Linked DNA regions of Aedes albopictus: region 2 is linked to region 1. The links are chromatin contacts, called in public Hi-C maps. All regions are on one chromosome and are shown on one strand. Each heading gives the region's core, a stretch centred on a gene start, on an enhancer-like site or on the middle of the called end of the contact. The rest is flanking DNA. Distances are from core to core; before and after follow the strand shown.

Evidence for each region. Hi-C and Micro-C count contacts between places; a contact is called where the count stands out from the background.
Region 2: a Hi-C map of whole body shows a contact between it and region 1, with 5 times the contacts expected there. The contact joins the promoter of LOC109403404 here to the promoter of LOC115257483 in region 1. A contact is called at or near these places in 2 of 3 Hi-C or Micro-C datasets (whole body and whole pupa).

Annotation. Positions count from the first base shown.
Region 1 is chr3:268,541,319-268,546,612 of AalbF5, forward strand. It overlaps LOC115257483 (sericin-2-like), which reads left to right and starts at 2,349. Exons shown (of 3, transcript XM_062860726.1): 1 at 2,349-2,572; 2 at 3,632-3,922. The coding sequence starts at 3,911.
Region 2 is chr3:268,696,382-268,701,046 of AalbF5, forward strand. It overlaps LOC109403404 (phenoloxidase-activating factor 2), which reads right to left and starts at 2,650. Exons shown (of 5, transcript XM_019676229.3): 1 at 2,563-2,650; 2 at 2,030-2,192; 3 at 1,791-1,924. The coding sequence starts at 2,185.

The sequences.
Region 1 (5,294 bases), core at 1,099-3,598:
ATGACCTCTTCGATGCAATCATGAAAGAAAAAGAAAATAATAATAGAACTGAAGTTCTTTCAAGGTCTTCCGTTGTCAACGTAGTGCCAATTGTTGTAAGACTACCAAAGACAGACCGATTAAGAGCCGAGATGAATGCTGGATTGTCCTGTATGCATGACACCATCGAGCATGCGTGAAAAATTGGAATCGGCTATAGAGGAATATGTCAACCCGTCCCCGACTGGTTCCGCATTGGTTGATGGTTCAAAAATAATTGCGAAAGAACTGTCACTTCTTGAGCTACATGGTATGTTACAGTAGTTGAGCCCGAATCTAAAAATCATTTTCAGCCGCTTAAAATCAATTAATCCGATGTCAACCGATAGCGAGCGCATTTTTTAAACTCCGGAAATATGTGTCCTAAAAAGCGAACCTCACAGTCCGATTAAACCATTGACAGCATTTGCTTCTTGAAGTCGTATTTTTTTATTCTTAACCACTTAACCTATTTTGCAGCTCTTTTTTCCACTAGGGCACTACGTTAGCGATTCCAATTGGCGGCTGTACTTACACTTTCTGCAGCGCCTAAATGTATTCTATTATATTCTTATTCTACTATATCGAACTGGTTTTGCCTTTGTGCTCTTTCACTTTTCTACCCTGTCCTTGGTAGAATGATGAGCACACGATGATGAAATGATGTGTGGCTGTTGCTCCTTTTCCAGTCCGATTAGGAGTCGTCCATTATGGGTTGCCGTTTGCCGATATCCAATTATCCAGGTCCGTTTGAGCTATAAGAGCTCAGAAGAGGGTCAGGTGCCAGCTGCTCTTAGGGGGAAAGAGCAACTGACGAAGTGCCGGGGCTGGGATCGAACCCATGACCATCCGCTTATGAAGCAAACGTGTAGCCACAGCGCCACAGGCCCCGACAAGTCGTATTTTCAGAGGACGAACTCAAATTGATAAGACCGGTTATTTCATTTAAACTATTTTATTGACGAATAAAACATATTCCTAATCATAAAGTTGCGTTCCTAAGAACATTGAATAATTTCCCGGGATCCCGGGATTTCCCGGGACAAGCAACAAATTTTATCCCGAATCCCGGGACAAGCGAATTGGTCGGGAAATGGAACCTCTAATTCGGAATTATGAAATATACACATCACCAGTGTAGGGACTGAGAAAGAAAACCATCTACTCGGCTTAAGGTATAACAACAATAGTTTATTCAATATCAATGTCAAATTATATTAAGGGCGGACGGGACGGTCGAGGAAATATCCGCCGTTGCTCTGTTTCTTCTAAGATGGTAATCTCAGATTCTACTTCATATAATGGAACAAAAATCTATCATTGTGTATGCTCACTTGCAGTGCATATGCTGATTGTTTTTCAGCCTCATCTGTGCGATAGAAATCGAGATTACCATCTTCAAAATCGCGAGGCAAATTGTTAGAAAGAGAGGGAAGATAGGAAAAATAACACAGCGTCCCGATTCACCTTAAGCATATATTGCTAGGATCCTACAACCAGGAAGTGCTTCGTGTTCTGAATAATTTTGCCGAAGATAGGATGTTGCTATCTTGTCTAGATTTCCAAAGTGCTTGCTACAAAGACACATGGTACAACCAATCACCAGGAGTAAAATGGAATCGAAAGAAGTTAAATATGTGGAACTAATGAATTCGCCTTATTACCAGCGGAAGTTGCATGAAATTCCAATCGGATTTCACTACACGTACATACCTATAATATAGTGTATACTGAAAGTTGATTCAATAACTCCAGAGATACGTCAATGCAAATTTACATAGTTCCACTTTTTTGTCCTGTCGGTACTTTACGTTATAAAAATCCTGTTGGTATAAGCAGTGTTAAATCAGTTTCGTATAGAACCTGAACTGTATTTTTTAAGGATTATGGTGTCACGCAAAAAAAATAACAAATGCATTAAATAGCGTACAGAACAAAAACCAGATAGATAGAATCCACATTATATTTAGGATTTAGGTTTTTTAAAAAATGCTGAGTACAAAAAGCGAGATTTTTAATGTGTTGTTCCTAAATACAAAATACAACAGCGCGATCGTTCGAGGGTAAAGATCTTTGCATAGCGTTCTACAAAAGCATTCCTAATGTACCCACATTATCATTACAATGACCATAAACAGTGATGCTACCTACAAAGTCCATCCATGGACTTTATGTATGCTGCTGAAGTTGCGGCGAATGTGTCAACAAGAAAGCTTTCGATAGCTTGTGCTAGCTGACGACAACGACGACGGCGCTCTCTCAAAGCTCCTTTTTCCTCATTTGTAGTTGTGTTCAACGGCAAGCAAGCAGCTACGCTCATTCCGCTACATTCACAATTCAGTCTATGAGAGACCGTCGTGCAGTGAAGACGTATCGTTTCGGTATCGCGTAAATCGTATTTTTTCTTCAGTGTTGTGCATTAGAACGCGCGCGGAAGGGTGAAATAGCATTAAAAAACCGCTTGCATTAGTTCCCTCTCTGTCTGGTGCGTGTTCCTCTTTCGTTTCGTCGGTCGCCGTCGTCGTCGTCGGTGGCGACGGATGGGTGGTTGGTGGTGAGTGAAGTGAAGACGGCGACGACGAGAAAAACATCGCTCGCCATCCAAAGGGGGAGGTGAAAACTTGGATCATCCGCCAACATTGGCGAGCATCGGTGCCTAGTGTTGTGGGAATGAGTGATTGCCAAGAGGGGTGTTTTCTGGGGGCAGCGGGAAGAAAAAGAAGAAGTTTGCTAAGCTTGTGGAGCCTCATCAGTGCCGGATCGGGTGCGCTGTGCGTATTTATGTTGTGCGGGGTGGCGTGAAAAGAAATGAATGAACCCCTGAGATAGAGCGAAAGGCAATTTTTAACTTGGCGTACAGGTTTTCTCCGCATAGTGCGAAAGGCTACTGGTTTAGTTGTCAGTAAACTGAAACTGTGGTATATTGACACTAATCATACAGGAAAACATACGCATGTGGTGGTCATAAATTAAGCATTCCGCAAATTGAAGTGTTACATTGAGAGAAGAGTTGCAAATAGATAGTTTTTCGCGACGTAATTTATGGCGTCATTGGTAAACATAATTTGTTAAAACTAGATCGAAAACGTCGTTCGCCAGCAGCGCAACTTGAGAGGATTCCTGTATCGTCAAGTTAAAGTGTGTAGTCAAATAGGATTCATGCAGTGCTCCCTTATTTACTGACAGCCAGTTGAACTCCAACCGCAATTGATGTTACTGTAGTGAGAGCAGAGAACTTGCGTCACCTGATTGTTCAGCAATTAAACGAATGAGAATAACAGCAAAAAAAGTGCACGCACATGTCGCTCATTGTATATTGGATGCCGTCTGAGTGCACCATCTAAGCAGTCCATCAGCATAAAGTTAGATTTCACAGAAGGTGGGTGGGTGTGCTGTAAACTTTTGACAGTGCGGTTCCATATTCTAGTGTGTGTTGGTGTTTGTTTCTTCCGTATGGCTTTTGCTTTTGGATCTTACTAGAGTGTGTGTTTCTCTCTTTGAATCTGTTTCAGTCGTGATTGTATGGTTATTAATTAAAATATAGTTAAACAATCGCGCCAGGTAAAAAAATGTAACATACGGAACTTTCCATTAATATGTATTCTCTATGAAGTAAAGGGAAAAGAAAGCAAGTGAAGTGAAAAACGGATACGTCGATTAATTGCACGAAAAAAGAAGAAACCGTATCAAAAGTTGCAATTTGAGCCGACGTACAAGAAGCAGATAAGTGAATAAAGATCGCAATTTACCTATACAAGAAGTTAAGTGATCCTTTGATTGCTTCCCCGCAAGAGGGTGTAAATGCAGTGATAACATAGGAATACTTTTATGGATTACCAGTAGATTGCTGTTTTAATTGGATTTGGCCAAGGATATCGATAAACACGCGACGATGGATATTAAGGTGAGTTGTTTAATGAATTTCCAATGTACATATGATTTTAAGTAGCGCCTTAATTGATAAAGTATGAAAATTCGTATATTTTACACGATGTATGACGTTGGATTACGTCTAAATTGTTGTAGATTTTCAAAAACTACGAAATTTAAAGATTTATCAAGTTTAAAGGGCCACAGGGGTTCCTTGGAAGATTTACGAGCAGGGCACCAAATATTCATGGCCACTGGGAAAATTCACGCGGATTTTTTTTTTCTGAATTGTCTCAATCATGTTGAGGTAATAAATATCAAACGAACTCTTTGGAAAATTACACACAACCAGGGATGCAAAATGCCATTTGCTTCTTGCAAATTTAACTGCCCTAGTAAGAAATACATTAGGTACATAGCTACATGCAGGTTTCTTAATTCCGATTTTGCGTCACTCTTCATCGAAGAGTCTTTAATATGTTTATATATATGTATATACATATATTTTGTGCAAACATTCTGTGCGGATTGTAAAAACAGTCACATGGATAGCACTCTAGCATTCACTCAAACGAACGAAGAGCAATAATTAGGCTTGATAATTCTCCTCAAAATCAAAAGAGTTTTGCAGCATGCTCTACAGCGGTGTTTTATTTCTGCCTCGTCGCGAGCTCGAGGCGAGGGAGCGAACAAACCCCAAACAGAGAGGCAAAAAAACTATGCGAGGAAGAGGGGAACGAAAAAAGAGCCGATGATGATTTCGGATAGAGGAGTGCGTTTTTTTGCCTCGAGTCGTTTTTTGTATAGGAGTGGAACTCGCGAGAGCTTCTTGAGTGTGAGTCGGCATGAGAAACACAACAACCGATTATGAGTGTTGGACGAATTCCTCGCTGCGCGACAAGCTCGCGCTCGCTGCTGTTGAGGATTTGGGTTGTGATTTCTGAGTTTTATTTTTCTCCTCAGAAAATCGCCGAAATCACTTCTTCATTTTCTCGCGAGGGAGTTTCTGTCAAGCCTGGCAATAATAATAACAATGCCAAACGAGTGTGATGCGCTCATTGCACTGTTGAGTGAAAATGATTGAAATGAAGCGAATATGCGGATTAGGGCTTCCAATCCCGGGATGAATTTCCCGGGAAATGAAATTTCCCGGGATTCCCGAATCCCGGGAATCAAATTTTTGTTTCTCGGGTTTCTCGAATTTCCCGGGATTTTTTCTACTGTCTTACTTTTGTCAAGTGTTGAAGGACCAATGTTAAATTGCGAGTCAGTTATTGATTTACCCAGCTTCTTGATTAACGTTCGTCATATCATATGACCTCTATGCAGACGTTATTTACTTTGATGTTTTTATATAATTCAAGCTGATCGAAAAGCTTTTGCAGATAACATCCTCTTTATCATAT
Region 2 (4,665 bases), core at 1,400-3,899, 160 kb after region 1:
AAGGGCCATAGAGCTTTTGCGGGTGTGACTGCAGTTCGGTAAGGGCAAAAGGTCATTGCAATCATAACGAATTGCAAATGCTCCATAGAAAATCAAAAAGCGTTCTTTAATGTGTGATTAAAACTTGAATTAAAATAACTGAAAACTCTCTCTCTCTCTTCTTGGCGTAACGTCCTCACTGGGACAAAGCCTGCTTCTCCGCTTAGTGTTCTATGAGCACTTCCACAGTTATTAACTGAGAGCTTCCTCTGCCAATGGCCATTTTGCATGTGTATATCGTGTGGCAGGCACGAATATACTCTATGCCCAAGGAAGTCAAGGAAATTTCCTTTACGAAAAGATCCTGGACCGACCGGGAATCGAACCCGTCACCCTCAGCATGGTCATGCTGAATACCCGTGCGTTTACCGCCTCGGCTATATGGGCCCTGTAACTGAAAATATTCCATACTTTATAGAAAATGTACTGGCAATACATAAAATTTTCTCGTTAAAAGCGCAATTTTGTACCAATAAATAATGCAAAAATGTTTCATAATAAAATACTACTGCTGACTGCTCCATAGAAAAAGGAAAATGCTCCAGGAAAAAAAAAAATGTTACCCATAGAAAATTGAATATTGTCCCATAGAAAAATCAAATTGCACCATAGAAAATAGATAAATGCTCCATAAGTATTATCAAACTGCACCACATAAAATATAATTTGTTCCATAAAAAATGAAAATTCTCAATAACTTTAAACATTTGCACCACTAAAGTATTACAATGTAAAGAAATTCAGCCCTGTCGAATTGAATTATGACAATATGCTATCTATGGAGAATTTTCAATTTTTCATGGTGCAATTCATATTTCATATGGTGCAGTTTGATAATATTTATGAAGCATTCATCTATTTTCTATGGTACAATTTCAATTTTTTATGGTGCAATTTAATTATTCTATGGAGCAATATTCAATTTTCTATGGGTACCATTTGAATTTTTTATGGAGCATTTGCATTTTTCTATGTAGTATTTAAATTTTATTATGGAGCAGTATTATTAATTGGTTTGGGTATTAATTTTACTTTGAATAAGACAATTTTATTTTTTACGTGTACATTTTTTATAAAATAAGGAACGTTTTCAATTATTTATGGGTTACTTTGCACATTTTTATGAAACATATGTTCATTCTTTATGGAGCGGTTTTTAATTGGCGATGTGAAAATTAAACGATGATAAAGAAAATCTCGGCTAGCTGCTGCTTTGGTGCGGTTTTCTTCGTCGTACGCAAAACGAGAAAAAAAATTCAATTCGAAAGTGGAGTGAAATTGAAACGAGAAGTGTAATTATTCGATTTCTGGTGATACAGAGACACACATCTCTTCGCTTCCATCCTCTTTAGATGAAACTAGATTGGAAAAGTGAAGTTGGAATATCTGAAATGATTAACTATTTTCCATTTGATGTTACGGGAATTAGCGCATATGACGAAGAAAATCTTCACCCTTATTATTTGCCGATCATCAAAGTAATGCGAAAAAGAACTGGCGAAGCAGCTCGTAATAACTTCTGAACATCCAAATTAATCGCTTTGAATTGAAATTGAATCAACATGCTTTGAATAAACGTGCAAACATAGCCGGCTTTATTATATGCATGTTAGATCGCTTAAAGATTCAAAGGAATCCAGAATACATCTCGTAAAAAAATATGCTGTAGAGCAAAAGGAGGATGTATTCGCTGTTCTCCATCATCGTTTTTCCTGTAGGGAGGAAATCATTTTTTATAACACTATACTCACTTGACGTCAATCTCGTTGAACTTGTTTTGATCCGCGAATTCGGCTTCGGGCTTGCACATGAAATATGGCACGCAGGTACATTTTTCTCCTTGAGCTGTGATTAATGTCATCGGAGAGAGGGTTGGCGAATTTGGCTGTTTTGCCGGCGGAGAATATAAAAAAATAAAATGATAGAATAAACCCGACTGACAAAAGTCCTTCAGAACCGGTACCGCTGGGGTGACCGGATAGCAACTTACCCCTAGTGGATCTGGTGTGACCACTTCGTCGAAACTTGCACGGTTGGCAAAGTCCAGAATCGATGTTTCATTTTCAGGAAAGTATACCTTGTCGATCGACTGCTGAGCCGTTGCAACTGCAACGGCCATTGCAGCCACTACCAATGCCACCTTCATTGAAGCTCTGCAAGACGAAAGGAAATCCTCAGACATGCGTCCTTCAACGGTTCAACGCGTTAAACGTTTCTGTTGGAGCGGAAAACTTTGCTTTGCAGTGCTCTTTTGTTGCTAGATGAGCCGCAATCGAAATGGGTTACTTAATCATGTTCAAGAGTATGACCTTCAATAATTCCGTTAGAGATGAATAAAAACAGCTTAATTTAAATTAAAACCACTAACACAGGTGCAGTTGACAAAAAAAAGAGTATAAAGAAAGAATCTTTCAACGAACCGGCTTAATCAAAACTAAAAAAATCCCCGTTGAGCCAAAACAAACAACTGGTGAAACTCCTAATCCCAGAACGTAAAAACAAACATCAACAAATTTAACTCACTACCAGATCGATCGGAAGATCAAGCAATCTACAAACCACACTCTTACAAAGTCAATAGCATACTGATGCGAGAGACGAAAACCTAAGCCGAAATATACGATCGCTGAGTGCTGTCGGCTCTGACGGGGTTCGTCCAAGAACGAGGTAACATACCGCTTGGGTATGGTATACTTGATGCATGATTTTATTTATTTTTATATTTGAAAAATAATAATTCAGTTGGTTTTATAATTTCATCACTATTCTTGGAAGCACCCCACAAGGTCAGCCAATCAGAAAACAGGAACGCACATCCAGTCAGTGAGATGATAAATGACAAATCAGCTGGAGAAAACTGGTTTCGGATAATACCGGGAACCCCGGATCCAAACAGAATAGCATGTAGGTAGGTCGGTATAATATTAAAATTCTGAATATTCACTTAACAAAGTTTACTCATTTATTAGCAAGGTAACGTGTGAAGCTCTCTGTCCAGTTCAGTTCAATTAACATTGCATAATTTAAATTACTATGCTTGTCATAGGCTATCTATCGTCGATTGCAATTTGTTATCGGCGATAAATTCGAAACGGATCCGTAGTTGGGAAGTTTTTGTTGGTTTCTTTGGCATTATGTTGCTATGACCCGACCATTCGAATGCCTGCAGTTAGTATTGGTGCCAGCCAACCGAGATCGCGATCACGAATGGTGTATTTTGTGTTGATGATTCGCTGTTCTTCTTCAATCTTCTTTCTTTTTCGTGCTTGATGATCGATCGTTACTATCGATCAAATTACCGTATGGGTCATAATTCTTGGACATTCCGAAATGATTGAAGCTTTTGAGTTTAAGGGATTTTTTAAACTAGCAATCCGACTGGGCCCGGAAGGTATCTGATTTCCTTGAAAATTTGACATGCTTTAAATTTGTTCTCCATTGATCGATTGAGTTGAAAATTTGACTGTGAACTACATATATGGTCAATTTTGAAATTGCTAAATTTAGATTTTTTCGAAGCACTCGTAAAAAAGTTGTGTAATTGTTCAAAATAATAGAAGTGTGAACAAATTGAATTTCTGCTCCACCATGAATAATAAAATAAAAATTCGTACCTTTTCGGACAACATCCGTCGAGGTTACAAATTAGAATGAAGAAAAAAAAAATAAAAATAGTTTATGGCAAAAAATAAACAAATTCTGCTATTATTTAGAACACTGTCAAAGAGTATATAAAAATTGGGCAGGTGCTCAGAAAAAATCTAATTTTTGCTATTGCGACATTCCGAATTCATTATTATCGCAGTCGAATTTCTCACACGACTTCACAGCGGCTAAGGTACACATGTCCGCTTGTGTTCATGACAGGGGTGTCGGATGTGCAATAGGTAAACAAAGTTTGAATTGTCGCTGGGGAATGATGATTCGTTGGATTTTCAAATTATCACAATAGTCTAAACATTAATGAGCAACCCAATATAACACAAATTACCATATTTGTTCTCTGTCAATTTTTTGGCGCAATTGGTCATAGAAGAACAAAGAAACAGACAGTTAAAGTGGACTATTTTGTATGAAAATTGGCTTTCACTGCTTTTTTTTTTTTTGAAAAAAATTTTAGATCTGCGATGAATATTACTAACCAGAGTTACTCCAGAAATTGGGGTTGAAGATGTCTTCAGTAATTTCTCCAAGGATTTCGTCAGAAAGCCTACAGGAAAGGCTCTAAAGATTCCCTCGGCAATTCCTTCAATAACTCGTTTAGGAATTCCTCTAACGATTCTAGCAGAAAATTTTCCGATGAGATCTGCAGAAACTTCTGCAGATAAACATTCAGAAACTCCTCTAAGCATACTTCCGAGTAATTTTCTAAGAACTACTTCAGCAATACCTCCGTGAATTTTTAGGAATTTCTCTTGAATTTATTCGAAGAATACTTATCTCCAATGATTTACAAAGCAATGCCCAATGGATTTGTTAAAAAAAACTATACTAGCATAAACATTTTTCTAAGGAATTCAATATAAGTTTTCCTCTTCAAAATTTCTCCAGAGAATCCATCAAAGATTTGTTTGAGGAAATCTTAAAAGCTCCTCCAATGAATCCATCAGAAATTTCTCTAAGGAT